Linked DNA regions of Rattus norvegicus: regions 2 and 3 are each linked to region 1. The links are chromatin contacts, called in public Hi-C maps. All regions are on one chromosome and are shown on one strand. The core of a region is the stretch at or near the end of the contact, and the rest is flanking DNA. Distances in the headings are between cores, read along the strand shown. Region 1 has its middle 330 kb from the start of Galnt5. Region 2 has its middle 89 kb from the start of Galnt5. Region 3 has its middle 170 kb from the start of Galnt5.

Region 1 (4,195 bases), core at 502-3,001:
ACTTTGCTGGGCTAAAGTTCCATTCCCTATAGTTTGGGGTACTTTTGGAAATAACTTACGTGGTCTCAAAAATCAGGAGAGTCATGAAAGCATACAAAACTTAGAACTATGACAGGCTTCAATTCACCTGCACCTTCATCATCCCCCCCGTGAGACAGACATGAGCTCTCTGCCTCCAGTCTCATTGTCTGTCTACAAGATCTGCCAGCCATCACAGGACCCTTACCTACCTCACCCTCACCGGGTTTCTGCAAAGGTAAATTAAGTGACTGATATGAACACAGTGTGTAAGCTTTTCTCAGTCAGAGCTTAGGCTAGCTTAAGGCAGTCCAAATTGGTTAGAAAGAACCTCAAAGTGGTTTCTTGGAAATTTTATTTAAAACTATTCTTGTCTACTGTAGTGAATCAAACCTTTGGGTTTTGCTTGGTTTTTTGTCTTTTGCTTTTATTCATTTTGTTTTTTTTTTCTTGCACATAAATCAAGAAAATTTGAGTTAAGCATTGCTTCAATTCTTTTAAAAAATCCTGGTTTGAAAATGATGCTAACATAGTGATGTGGACTTTCTAAGTCGCAGGAATGAAAAGAGAGTGAAAAAAAGCTGGAAAAAAAAAACCTCAAGAACGGGATTACTTAGTTTTACTCACTAACAGAGAGGTGTTGTCTTACCTGACATTTTATTTAGTGAGTAATAAACAAAGAAACAACAACAACAACAAAACAGGTCTCAATGTTCTCCCTCTTTTTGTGAAGTAAATGTTCTCAAAAACTATTAAAGAAAGACAATGAACTTGCTTTGCCCTGGTCCCTAAAAGGACTGTGATCAATAAAAGACAGGTATCTTCCCTCAAAAACATTAAGCCTGTAAAATAGCGAAGGGCACATGTTTAGGGTTAGCAGGGATGATGATTTAACATTCTGGAGAGAGAATAACACCTCATTCTAAACTGGCTCATGACATCTGCATTTGTGTCGGGCATCTACATAACTAAAGTTTTAATTAAAAAACCTCCCATAATAGACCTTTGGTAAGAGCCATACTCTAACTTACAAGAGAAAGATTAGAAATGGTGACAAGGCTAAAATTAGTCTTATTGATAGAGTGGTGAGTGTGCCTTCACTGTGAATAAAAGTAATTAGGTTAACTTTGTGTATTGTCTTGTCAGCTTCCTCCCTTTGTTGATGTAATCAAGCCCCCTTCCCTTCGCTGCCCTAAATCACTGCCGAGTCCTTAGAACCAGAAAGCACAAAGTGCTTGCTGGCTGAAGGGCTCCATTGAGTGACTTCAGCTCTGGCTGCTGACAGAATGCCTGCATATGAAGCACTGGGGGATTGGGGGCGAGGGAGCGGTGAAAAGAATTAGCTCTTGTCTTATTTGGTCACAATCTGAGTCCTACATGATTCTGATTTTATTGGAGAAGACTTGAAGCTGTCAAGGATAAATTAAGGAGTAAATAATCCCCCTGTCGCTGAAAAGGGATCACAGAAAGACTGGGTCTGGACGTTTCTTTGTTAGCACGTCCCCGTCAGCTCTTTACTGTTGAGATTGTTGTCATGTTTTTTTTTTTTTAGACGCAAAAAAGTAATCTCCTTCCTCCTGTATGCCCTGTTTTGGGTTAGTTTGTGTCATTCTTCTTGCTGGGGAAATTTCCTGTGTCCTGAAGAAATGCTTTCACCTGCCAGTGAGGTAAACACAGTGTGCCCTGTTTTACCAAAAGGGGGCAATGTTGCTGTGCGGAACCTCCTCGCTCTGTTCCAACTGGGTCCCCAGAACGGTAAATAATCGCCTCTGTCTGTTCCCTTTCACCGCATAACAAGTTTGCACATGTCTCTGCGCTTTGTAGTTAATCTGGACTTTGTAACTATCTGTCCTACCTATTAACGCCATCCACTCCCAAATTGTTTAAAGGGTAATGCCTTTCACTCCATGCGTGACTGGCACACGCGGGCAAAAAGCTGTCTCCGTAATTCTGTTCTTTTTCTCCTTGCCACTGATCGACAAGAGGAAAAACAGCCTGCTTTATGAAATGTTGAGAGGCGTGTCTACCGTGCCCCTATGCCCAAACATTCGGTCAATAAAGTGTCTATTCACGCTCTCCACGGGTAACCAAACCAAATGGAAAAGCCAACGTCGGAAAAGGATTTGTTTTCAGGGAACTTACTTTAAAATTAGTCCTCGTTCTATTAGCTAAGGCATGAGTGGAAAAATACCAGGATGAGGCTGATAACTGGGTAACCGGCGGTTGGTTTCTTTTGTGGAGACTCGGGATGGTTTTGTTCAACCCACTATAAATTCAGGCCTTTATGAAAAACTTGCTTTCTTCAGAAAAATGCTAAATTAGTGTTTTTCCTTTTCTTTAAGAGAGATGGTGCGTTTTACCCTTATCATGCTTAATGCCTTAGCGTCGTATTTATTTTGTCGCTCTTTTAAAGAACTGTGACCCGATTGTTTCTTGGAAAGTACAATTTAGATCTTCAATGGAAGGTTTGTTTGAGGAGTAGAATTCCTGGGATGTTTTTGTGAAAGAAGAGACTCTGGAGAGGGCTTTTGCTCTGAGGAGCCCTTGGCAAGTCTCGGTGCTGCTTTGCCACTAGAGCAACCTGCTTCCACCTCGCAGCTCATTTCCCTAGCGTACATGTTTACCCTTACGTACAGCTCTAATCTTGCTTTTGTTTTTATTAGTACTGATTCATGTTTAAAGTTTATTAAGGAGAAAAGGCTGTAGGCATTTTTCTTGAGCATTAAACAACGCTGATTTCATTTTCCACAAAGCTGTAACTAGTCATTTTATCAGAACCAGCAATCTAAAAAAAATAAATGCAAAACTGGTCATCATTAAAACTAAAAATACATTAGACGAAAAAAGAACTAGGTTTAGAGTGATAAATTCTTGAAGGAAGTAGAGAGCTTAGACGAGCCTAATGGTGTTTTTCAGTTTCTAAAGTGTCTCGTGTTCTCATATTTAACTGGGTTTCAAAGATTTAAGTAGAATCTATCATCCTTGGGACATCAATAAAACCCAAAGCAAGCCATGGCTGCTGTAGGCGCTTCCAGGAAATCCTTATTTAACATTGACTTCGTTTACAGTGGCTCTGCGTTTTCATTTCCTCTGAGTTAAAGCCTGCCGTCTCATTTCTGCCTCCTTCCCCTACAACTCTCAGTATATGTACATGAGACAGTCTACATTATTAAAAGAATAATAACCCTCTTGCAGGTTTCTGAACCCAAGATTGTATTTTCTTTCTCAAATATTCATTAAAAAATAGAGATTGTATTTTATTGAAAGTGCTCTTTAATGAATAGTATTCCTGTTTGCGTACACGAAGGAGCTTCCCGGGCCATTCCCTGACAGTAATTGTGGTCTGAATTGAGAACCTACAGGAACGGAGTGCAGTTAATGGCCACCCTGTGGATTGAGCACTCCATTTATGTCATATCTGCCTACATTTTAAAATGCAGAACTTAAGCCAGGAAAGAGTTAATTATGTTCTCATATCAGGAAACCCTCAATGAGCAGTCAGAGAGAAGAAGGCTTTGTCTTTGATGCAAAACAGAAATTTCAAAGACCCTGGCAGATGATAGTATATAAATAGTAACCAAGCATCGTGTGTGTGTGTGTGTGTGTGTGTGTGTGTGTGTGTGTGTGTGTGTGTGTGTGTGTTTGGTGTAACTTGAGAACAGGAGACCTTCTAGTAACTTAATGCGCAACATTAATGAAAATAAATGAGTTGAGGGCACCTTTTAATTTCCATAGAATTTGAACACATAAACAGAGTTAAGTATTTTTTTTCCCAACCAAGCAGCATCCTACTGTTTATCTCCTCTAGCTTCGTCTTTGCTCGCTTGATAATTTACCAGCACGAAGAAACGCAGTTGTCACTTAAAGTGACATTAGGATGTTTGGACCCAAAGCATCCAGACAGAAGAGACATGGTCATGAACGGAATTCTCTGAGCAAGATGAGGTTTTCAAAGAACAGCTAGATTTTCGCATTTTGTAAGGTGTAGGAGTATAAAAGGCTATATATCGTTAAACACTTGACTCGTTAGAGATGGAACAATAATTAAAAATACATGCAACACTACACACCTGCACGTATGCACGAACGCACTCTCAGCCACTCTGTAGTCTGAGCATAGCCATGTAGTGGTGGATATGCTTACAGAGCGAAGGCTCACAGAAGCAAGAACAGACAT
Region 2 (4,195 bases), core at 1,132-3,631, 240 kb before region 1:
CAGCACGTCTTTCTGACTAGGTTTGGAAATTTTCATCTCTCTGGTCATACTGTCTGTCTGTTTTTGCGTATTGTCTAATTCTTCTGATAAAATTCCTAGTATGTTAATCATATGTATTTTAAAACATTTTAACCTGAATTGCTATATTCCTGCCATATATGCCCACACAGATTCTTCCAACAGTATATATGATTAAAACGCAGACATCAGCTGACATATATATATATATATATATAGTGTGTGTAAATCATGCAAACTGGCAAATACACTGAATTTAAACTGTAATGAGAAGGCGAGGACAGGTACTCCTATCACAGGTTAAATCTAAGGATGTGTCTCTAATTGCTGTATTTTAAATAGCACGAGCTGGGAAGTTCATCTCTGAATTATGCAATGACATCATTCAACAAAATTATGATTCACTCATTGATGAGCGAGTGAGCTCTCCCACATCCCTGTGCTTTAAGTGTTTATCGCCTTCTCTCGCCTTAAAGAAACCATCTCTTCCCTTCATGTCGGAGCTCAACTGTTTTCTAGTTGCCGTGAAGGGCTGAATGTGGGTAGAGGACAAAAATCGAAGAGTACTTCCTGGGAGAGTTTGCTGGCCTACACATAGTCAACCATAAATGTATTGTGTAGTTTACTCATACTCAAATGTGATAAGCTTCTACCTATAACATTGAACATACTAGTGACTTAGGACTGGGTGGTGAAGGAGACTTGGAAAAGAGCGCAGTGACTCATCAGCAAAGGGTTCCAGAACATATGCGTTTCTGGGTAGGTTTCGAAATTGGGTTGTGAGGTATGATAGATAGTTTAAGACTGGAAGTTAAAACAACAGGCGCAATTTTGCCTTTCTTTGTTTAACGGCCTTGCTCATTTGAATACACTGGCTTTTGTCCGTGGATTCATCAGCAGAGTCTTAAGCATAGATCCTTTGACTTTAGAGCTCATCTTCAAAATCAGAACCTCACGGGGTGTGAAATGCATGGCGTCTTCTTGGTGCATACAGCCCAGTGGTGCCTCCACGCCCAGCTCAGGAAACAGGAAGCGCTGGAACTGCGGCTCTCGAATTGTGGGTTGCGACCTCTTTGGGTATCTCTTATCAGATATCGTGCATGTCAGTTATTTGCATTATGATTCGTAACAGTAGTAAAAATCACAGTTATGAAGTAGCAACAAAACTAGTTTTAATTTGAGTGTCAGCAGCACAACATGAGGGAACGTGTTACGGGGTCGCAGCATTGAGAAGGTTGGAAACCGCTAACCTGGAGGGAAAAGGAAAGGCGTTTCAGTCGTTTTTCAGAGTCTTCTCTCCTATTCCAAGTTCTATCACCTTGAACCCCTTGATATATCTGTACCTCAGCCATCCCATCTCTAGAATGGGAACAACAATAAAGGAGTAATTCAGCTGTAATGTGTAAGACGACAGATATTATTCATCAGTGTTGAAAGGAAAGGGAGAACCCCGTGATTATTGGCCTCGTATTATCTTTCGGGTGTTGTTAAATATTTGTTCTTATGCCTCATATCTTAACACCTAAATATTTTAAAATCCGATTTGCTCCTCCAGTTTCTACTGGGAGAATATAATTTTCCCCTTAGAAATAATTTCTTAACTCTTAACTTTGTTTATTTTGTGCAAAAATACCCTACCGCTTCTTCTAGCACAAGTAATGGACTGCATTTCTAATAGAAAGTTTATCAATAGGCAAGGTTTCATTTATAAAAGACAAAATTTTCTGTTTTTTAAAAGCTAAATGCTATTTTTATTTCACGCCTGACGAAAGCTTTCTCTGTCTCATATGGTTATTGTGGGCTGGGCTTTGAAATCTGGAGTCAGATTTGTATAAACCATATTAAAGATGTATTCAATCTTAAATTGTATTAAGTCATTTAGCCATCTGTTTTAGAGAGAGATACCAAGTGCTTAAAATTAAACATGACAAATATTTCATGAAAAGTTAAGTGTGAAAAAGAATGGTATTTAAAATCTCAGGCTTTCGTTGACGAACTTTTTCTTTTAGCCACGAGATGGCGCCTTTGCATTCTGAATCTCCATCAAGAAACTCAAACTTTAAAATGGTCGACAAAAGACTTTATTCTGTATCATTTCCCTCAAACACTCTCCACTATACCTTTTGGGTTAGAAAGAACAAAGTTGACGTGTATGTAAAAATGGATTTCCTTTGAATCCCAAAGACAATTTATGTGTGTTTTGAAGCTGGGTGGCTTGCTCTGTTATTTCTGTGCGTCACTGAGAAAAGTCCCTTCGAATAGTCAACATCTGTATGCCATTACACAATTCTCAAGACAGACAAGACTCCTAAACTAGAGCTTGTGAAATACTAGTCACAATGGAGTATTCTCTCGACCCAAAACCAAACGTTGAAAAGAAAGTCTTCCGGAAACAGGGGCACTGCACATGCATCTCCGGGCTGCTTCTTCTGGCCCTAAGAGGCACCACATTTAATCTTTTGCTGTTTATCGAAAAATAAAAAGACTGTATGGCCCATGCAGGCTGAGTTTTCATGAGATTAATTGATCTCTTGATCATCTAGCTGTCCCATCAACAAAATTCTGCTTTGGTCAAAGGTTGCATCAGTGAAAAGGCTGGCTAACTTTTATTTTAATTTAAGTCTTTCTTAGACTGTATTGCTTCTAAAGAGGTTTGTGAAGATCAAATACCTTAAGATTTACTCTACTGTGGCTTTCAAGTTAAGCTACTGTAGAACCTTATGTTTGAAAAATAATCAGCCAGCACCTGTCAGTGGGGTTTTTGAAGGTTTTCTAATGCAATGTTTTGGTTTTGTATGTTTGAGCTTTCGAAAAACTACTTAACATTGAAAACAAAACAAAACAAAAAAATAAAAAATAAATAAATAAACAAAATAAAAAATTAATTAAAGTCCAAAGTTTTTTTGCAAAGAGGACTGTGCGTCCCTCTGACATACATACATACATACAGTTCAAGCACGCCTCAGGTAGGAGCTCCTTGGTTCACTTGACCAGCCTCTCAGCCAAGGCTATGCACCAGAAGACATGTTGTTGTGTGAAGGTAGACTTCACTTATATTCAAATGGACTTATATTATATTCATACGATCTCATGGTTTAAATTTTTAAAAAAGAATATTTTTTTTACTAAATTTATAATCTCACGCAAATCTAAATTTCATTCAGGTCTCTGTGTATTCCGGGGAGCAGGATGATGTATGGTAAAGCCAAAGGTCAAAGAGGCAAAGGTAGGGTCATGGCATTTGCATGGAGGCAGCCAGTTGTCACCTCCTGGAAGGGCTCCCCTTCTATAAGTAGCTCCTAGTCTAAAACAGCTACTTAGCACCTCCCAAGGTCTCCAGAACAATTTTGCTTGACCTTTTGTTAAAGACTGCATCCACTAAGCAACTGACTTCCCTGTTCCCAAGGGTGGAAGGTTGAGACAGGTTTTACTGCGCTGTATATTAAAATTGGATCAACTCACATGGGTCCCAGGGAGCACGTGGAACCTTTGGTTATCTAAAAATAGAGAACACAGCTACAATTCTTTAATTCAAGGACTGAATTACCTGGGCATAGTTATACCCACTTGAGTTACTTCCTGAAGAGGTGTTTTAACTCTCAGGGACCTCCTGTAGCTGCTAAAGTTAGGACTGAAAAATGTCTACCACCACAGTGTTTGGGGGGATGTTAGTCAAAGGAACACTGAGGTGGTCCACGTCGATGCTATCTTAGGTTAGCAATGCTAGAGCGTCAGCTCCTCGGGGTAAACCTATCTGTGATAGGGCTGGTTTCATGACAAATTCCTTGGAAGGACAAAGGGTGCCTTTATTATTATTATTATCTGGTGCCTGTTACTAAGCTCAGAATGGTTCAACTGACTTTGACCATTGACTATGCTCATTGCCCTCTTAAGAAGACTCTACCATGATGTGAAATGTAGTTTGAGAATGTCGTACTATTTATGAGAAAATACACTGCTCTCTTCTCCTCAGGATCATCTGCAGGTTTTGGTCTGAAAGGGAAAGAGTGGTTCTGAGGACTGTACACTGTCAGTCACACACCCCCCACCCCCACTCCCACATCTAAGCTCTACGAAGCTCTTTTGAGCTCAGAAAGCTCTTGATCTAGTTGAATTCCTAAAGTTTTATGAAGATGAATCTGCATCATACTATATAATTGTCATTTATTTCTCTTTC
Region 3 (4,195 bases), core at 670-3,169, 160 kb before region 1:
TCAAGACCACTCAATATTTCCTGATTTTCTTCTGTAAGCTGAGAACATACATGTTACTAGCCATGAGCCCAGTATTTTAAAAGATGGGATGTTCTGCATTTGCAAGCTTTCTCTAGACTTTCTGGAGAAGGATTGTGATGGGAAAATCTTAGCACTAAGATTTATGTGCTGTGTGGAGCTTATCCAAAATAGAAAAGCTAGTGTGAAGGATCCTGGAATGGTCAGTGACCTGTCTGTGTACGCATGTGTGCGTGTGAATGTGTGTGTGTGTGTGTGTGTGTGTGTGTTTGTGTGTATGGGTGCATGTGTGCATGTGAATGTATGTGAATGTGTGTGTGTGTATGTGTGTGTGTGTGTGTGTGTCTCACTTAATTTCCCGTTCTACTGTAAATCAAGAAACTGAGAGGATGATTATTCCAGAAGCTATGGCCACCAAGGGAAGGGAGAGTGAATACAAATAGACACATATTAACAACAATCTGAGAAACTCCAAGACATATATTCATATGGTGGTCAAAGTCATCATTTTTGACAACTTTTGGTTTTTATGGAAATTTTCAAATCATGCTTTTTTGCACTTACATAGGCAAAATTGTCACAACCATTTTAATGGTATATAGGTTTATTTGACAAATTTCGAAATTCAATATGAAGTGAAGTTTGTCCAATGACAGTGGTAACAGAAGTAAGCCCACAGTGACAGAGCTGTTCGGTGGCTAACTACAAAGTTTTTAATCTAGATTGCTTGGGTTTGCATTATCACTCCAGCACTCACTAGCTGTGTGACGCTGAGAAAGCTATTTTATCTGTCTCGTGTTTCTGCAAAATGGTGGCAGCAGAGGCATGGCGGCGGTGGTGGTGGTGGTGGTGCTGCGGAGGAGGAGGAGGAGGAGGAGGAGGAGGAGGAGGAGGAGGAGGAGGAGGAGGAGGAGGAGGGGGGGAGATGGAGATAAAGGGCGAGGAAGAGTGTGATAAAGAGGGAGATGAGGAGAGGGAGGAGCAGATTTCTGCTTTATAAGCATCTTAGAAGAGGAAGTGACTCACTCAATGTTTACCTGGTAACCAGTACTTAGTCCTCACAGATGCTAGGCAAGATCTGTTAAGCAATTAAAATTACGTTGACATTAGTCTTTGTTTCTGGGTGCTAGATACCTCCAAATGTTTTACAGAGACCTCAGAATTAAACCTTCTTAGCCGTTTATGGAAATTAAATTACCTAAAGTGATTTAAAACCAAATGCTTTGCCTGAAAAATCCTCAGTTCCTATAACAATGAATGTAGCTAAAGCTTCCGGTTTTGTTTGCAGGCAGAGTTCTGGGCTCCTTTCTCTAGATTATTTTATGGCTAAAGTGAGGAATCAGAAATCGAAGAAAGTGCAAGACGGCAAGCAGAGAACAAAATCGTTTTCGCTCATCTCTCTTCATTTGCCTATTAGTCATTTGGGCCTCAGTATTCTCCTACAAGTTTTAATATGGCTGTGTATATAATAACATACGTGCTCACATTCAAGTAGTTGGAAAGCAGGACTGTAATCCCATTTGGTTTTGTAGGTTTCATGTTCTTACCTTTAATCTCTGCACGGAGTTGTTTGACAAATTTAGAACTTCAGTGTAAAACTGGCAATGTGGTTGTCAGTCTTTGCTGACAACAGCCAATGGTAGCTAGTCCTCCGAGAGGCCATCTTGTCTGAGGCTCGGGCTTCACTAGGCGTTATTTCCTAGGCCCGTAACTAATCTGAGATGCAACCCCTTGAAAATTCATCTGGGAGAAGATCCTCTGGACTTTACTCAAAGAAGAATGGCATATTTCCACGGTCCCAGCATTAGTCATATGTTCGTTCCCTTCTTTATAGTGGGTGGACAACTTTGTTTGCATCTCTCTGAACTTCAAAAAGACCTTTGTTTTGAGGAACTGTAACAGGGAGTCCATGGACTGTGGGAGCATTTATTTACGTTACTACAGCATAATAGGAGTCACTTTGGTTCTTGAATGTGTTCCCGTGACTCATGGGTATTTTTCCCGATGTGTTTGACCTCTGATCCTTTCCATATTCTCTCATCTCCGTTAACTTAGCTTCAAAACCACAGCTGCGTCTGTTGACCAGGAAGGAAGAATGAAAGTCACTGTTTCCATCTAGTCTTCAAAGGAGGCAAAAATAGTTCTCCGTTGCCTACATATAACCACATATTAATGACTTTTTGGAAATGAAAGTTGTCGTTTCTTTTTCTGAAAAATATTTTGACAGGATAGAAAATTGGAAAGTTAGAAACATCACCAAGATCAGCTGAGCTGTGGGTTGAGTGGTAACACTAAGCATTATCAGAGACACCACACACAAATCATAATAAATGTCCGATACGCATTAAACACGCTTAATCATTTTAAGAAACAAATGTAATTATCAGGATACAAAATATTAAATGTCCAAGTCAACAAAAATCTGTGGTGTTAACAAAAGAGGACATTGATTTATGAAAGTTCCTCATGTTCCAGACCTCCAGAGGGTGCTGTTGCATTTACACAGAAATATGTTTAGTTATATACGCGTCACCCTGAAATTTTAAAAAATGGGGATTTTGAGCACGTATAATTTGTTTCTAACACGAAATGAAGAAGAAAATCAATAACCATGACAATAATATGAGTTCTAACCTATTAACTGGAGGCTTATCTCATTTAACAAACCTTTATTATAACCTGAAGATCAGCTACCCTAATGGACGAATGGCAAAACCAGGAACTCTGCAGCTTCTTTACGTAGTAATTTTCACTTGAACTTTGCATTCGTTATAACCACTAAATTGACTGTAGGTTCAGGTATTCAGAGGTTTTAAATCCTTTAAATGATCTTTTATTATTATTATTATTATTATTATTATTATTATTATTGAACATCAAGAAAGAAAAACCAGAGCATGAAATTACGTTCTAAAGAAAAACTCCAGATTTTGAAAACACAAGCAAGATTTCTGCATAGGTAAAACAACTTTTGCATCTAGTATTTCATGCCTCTTTAGTCTCGGTGTTATTAGCTCTGATAATGTACTGCCCCAGAGGCGATGGTGAAGAGACAGTTAACTGATTCTTTGCATACTCTCCAAGTTGTGTAATATCGCTGGGAGAGACGTTAAAAGATCTTTAGAACATGCGAGAGGCCTGGAAACTCATCCCCCGAGCCTGAGTGTGTACAGTGGTTTGATATAATATGACTTTTAAGAGAAGAAATGATTTAAAAAAAACTCACATTATTTTTTTTAATGAAATCACCAGCAGATTTGTTTTATTCTGGGCTTTGACAGCTACTACGAATTCTTGTCAGAGTTCCAGAATTGTTTGAATCATAATGGTATTTTTAGGATCATTAGTTGCTATTAGAGTTTCATACGGAAATGCCCCAGGAATAGGATAAAGAAGGAAAAATAGGGTGTTGCTTCATAATGTTAATTTTCTTATCTGCACCTTCTCTAACTTAATGTCATCCAGTGTTATTTTATAGAAATTGTGAATGATTTGTCTCCGAGTCCACAAAAAAAAATGGACTAACACAAACACTCAGCTCTTGGTAGCATTAATGAATCGCATTATGTAACAGAGGCAGTAAAACAGAAGTGAATCTAAAAAGCGTACCCAGATTTGTAGCATTTCTTGCTTTGACAAGGGGGGGGGGAAGCAAGGACCTAGTGAGAAATGTGTTGAATACTTGACGAGCCATTACTTAAACTGAAATGGTATAAGTTCCAGGTCAGGAAGTTAGGCAACATGTTCGCTCAAATGTGAGAATCCTGCTAGAGAACTTGTAGACTTCATGTACCTCACAGCACAACGACATATGCCACTCCTTCACATCTCTCTTAGAAGCACAAGCTAGCATAGAAGCCATATCTCGCCCTTTTCTTGGAGGAAGAAGGGTATTAATATCCTCTGTGGCTGTAGGAGAGCAAAATAACCGGGACAGAAATGAATCACAAGCATTGGTGATTGCGAGGTAACAGGCACTTACCTGTGTTTGTGGGTAAGTATGGGCCCAGACAGACCTATCAAGTCTTTAGTTTGAGTTATTCTGGAAGGCATTAGGGAAGGGAGAGTTCCACTTAACACAGGTAAACACAATTTTTCTTCAGGACTTAGTGACATAAAATGGTACCACTCACACCTCTATGTCATTCAGTAAATGGGGTCTTGAGATAAGGTAACT

The links. A called contact is a pair of places that touch in the nucleus more often than the background predicts.
Region 2: a contact with region 1 is called in a Hi-C map of Schwann cells, with 5 times the contacts expected there. The contact joins two enhancer-like sites. A contact is called at or near these places in 2 of 12 Hi-C or Micro-C datasets (Schwann cells and frontal cortex).
Region 3: a contact with region 1 is called in a Hi-C map of Schwann cells, with 7 times the contacts expected there. The contact joins two enhancer-like sites.

The regions. Positions count from the first base shown.
Region 1 is chr3:62,654,152-62,658,346 of GRCr8, reverse strand. No RefSeq gene overlaps it. Among named protein-coding and RNA genes, the nearest start is that of Galnt5, 330 kb to the left of the region's middle. Within about 2 kb of position 1,751, at least 6 of the 93 cell types and tissues checked have an H3K27ac peak or open chromatin away from gene starts, as enhancers often do. A contact at or near this core is called in Schwann cells, where this site is marked.
Region 2 is chr3:62,891,112-62,895,306 of GRCr8, reverse strand. No RefSeq gene overlaps it. Among named protein-coding and RNA genes, the nearest start is that of Galnt5, 89 kb to the left of the region's middle. Within about 2 kb of position 2,381, at least 1 of the 93 cell types and tissues checked has an H3K27ac peak or open chromatin away from gene starts, as enhancers often do. A contact at or near this core is called in Schwann cells, where this site is marked.
Region 3 is chr3:62,810,250-62,814,444 of GRCr8, reverse strand. No RefSeq gene overlaps it. Among named protein-coding and RNA genes, the nearest start is that of Galnt5, 170 kb to the left of the region's middle. Within about 2 kb of position 1,919, at least 2 of the 93 cell types and tissues checked have an H3K27ac peak or open chromatin away from gene starts, as enhancers often do. A contact at or near this core is called in Schwann cells, where this site is marked.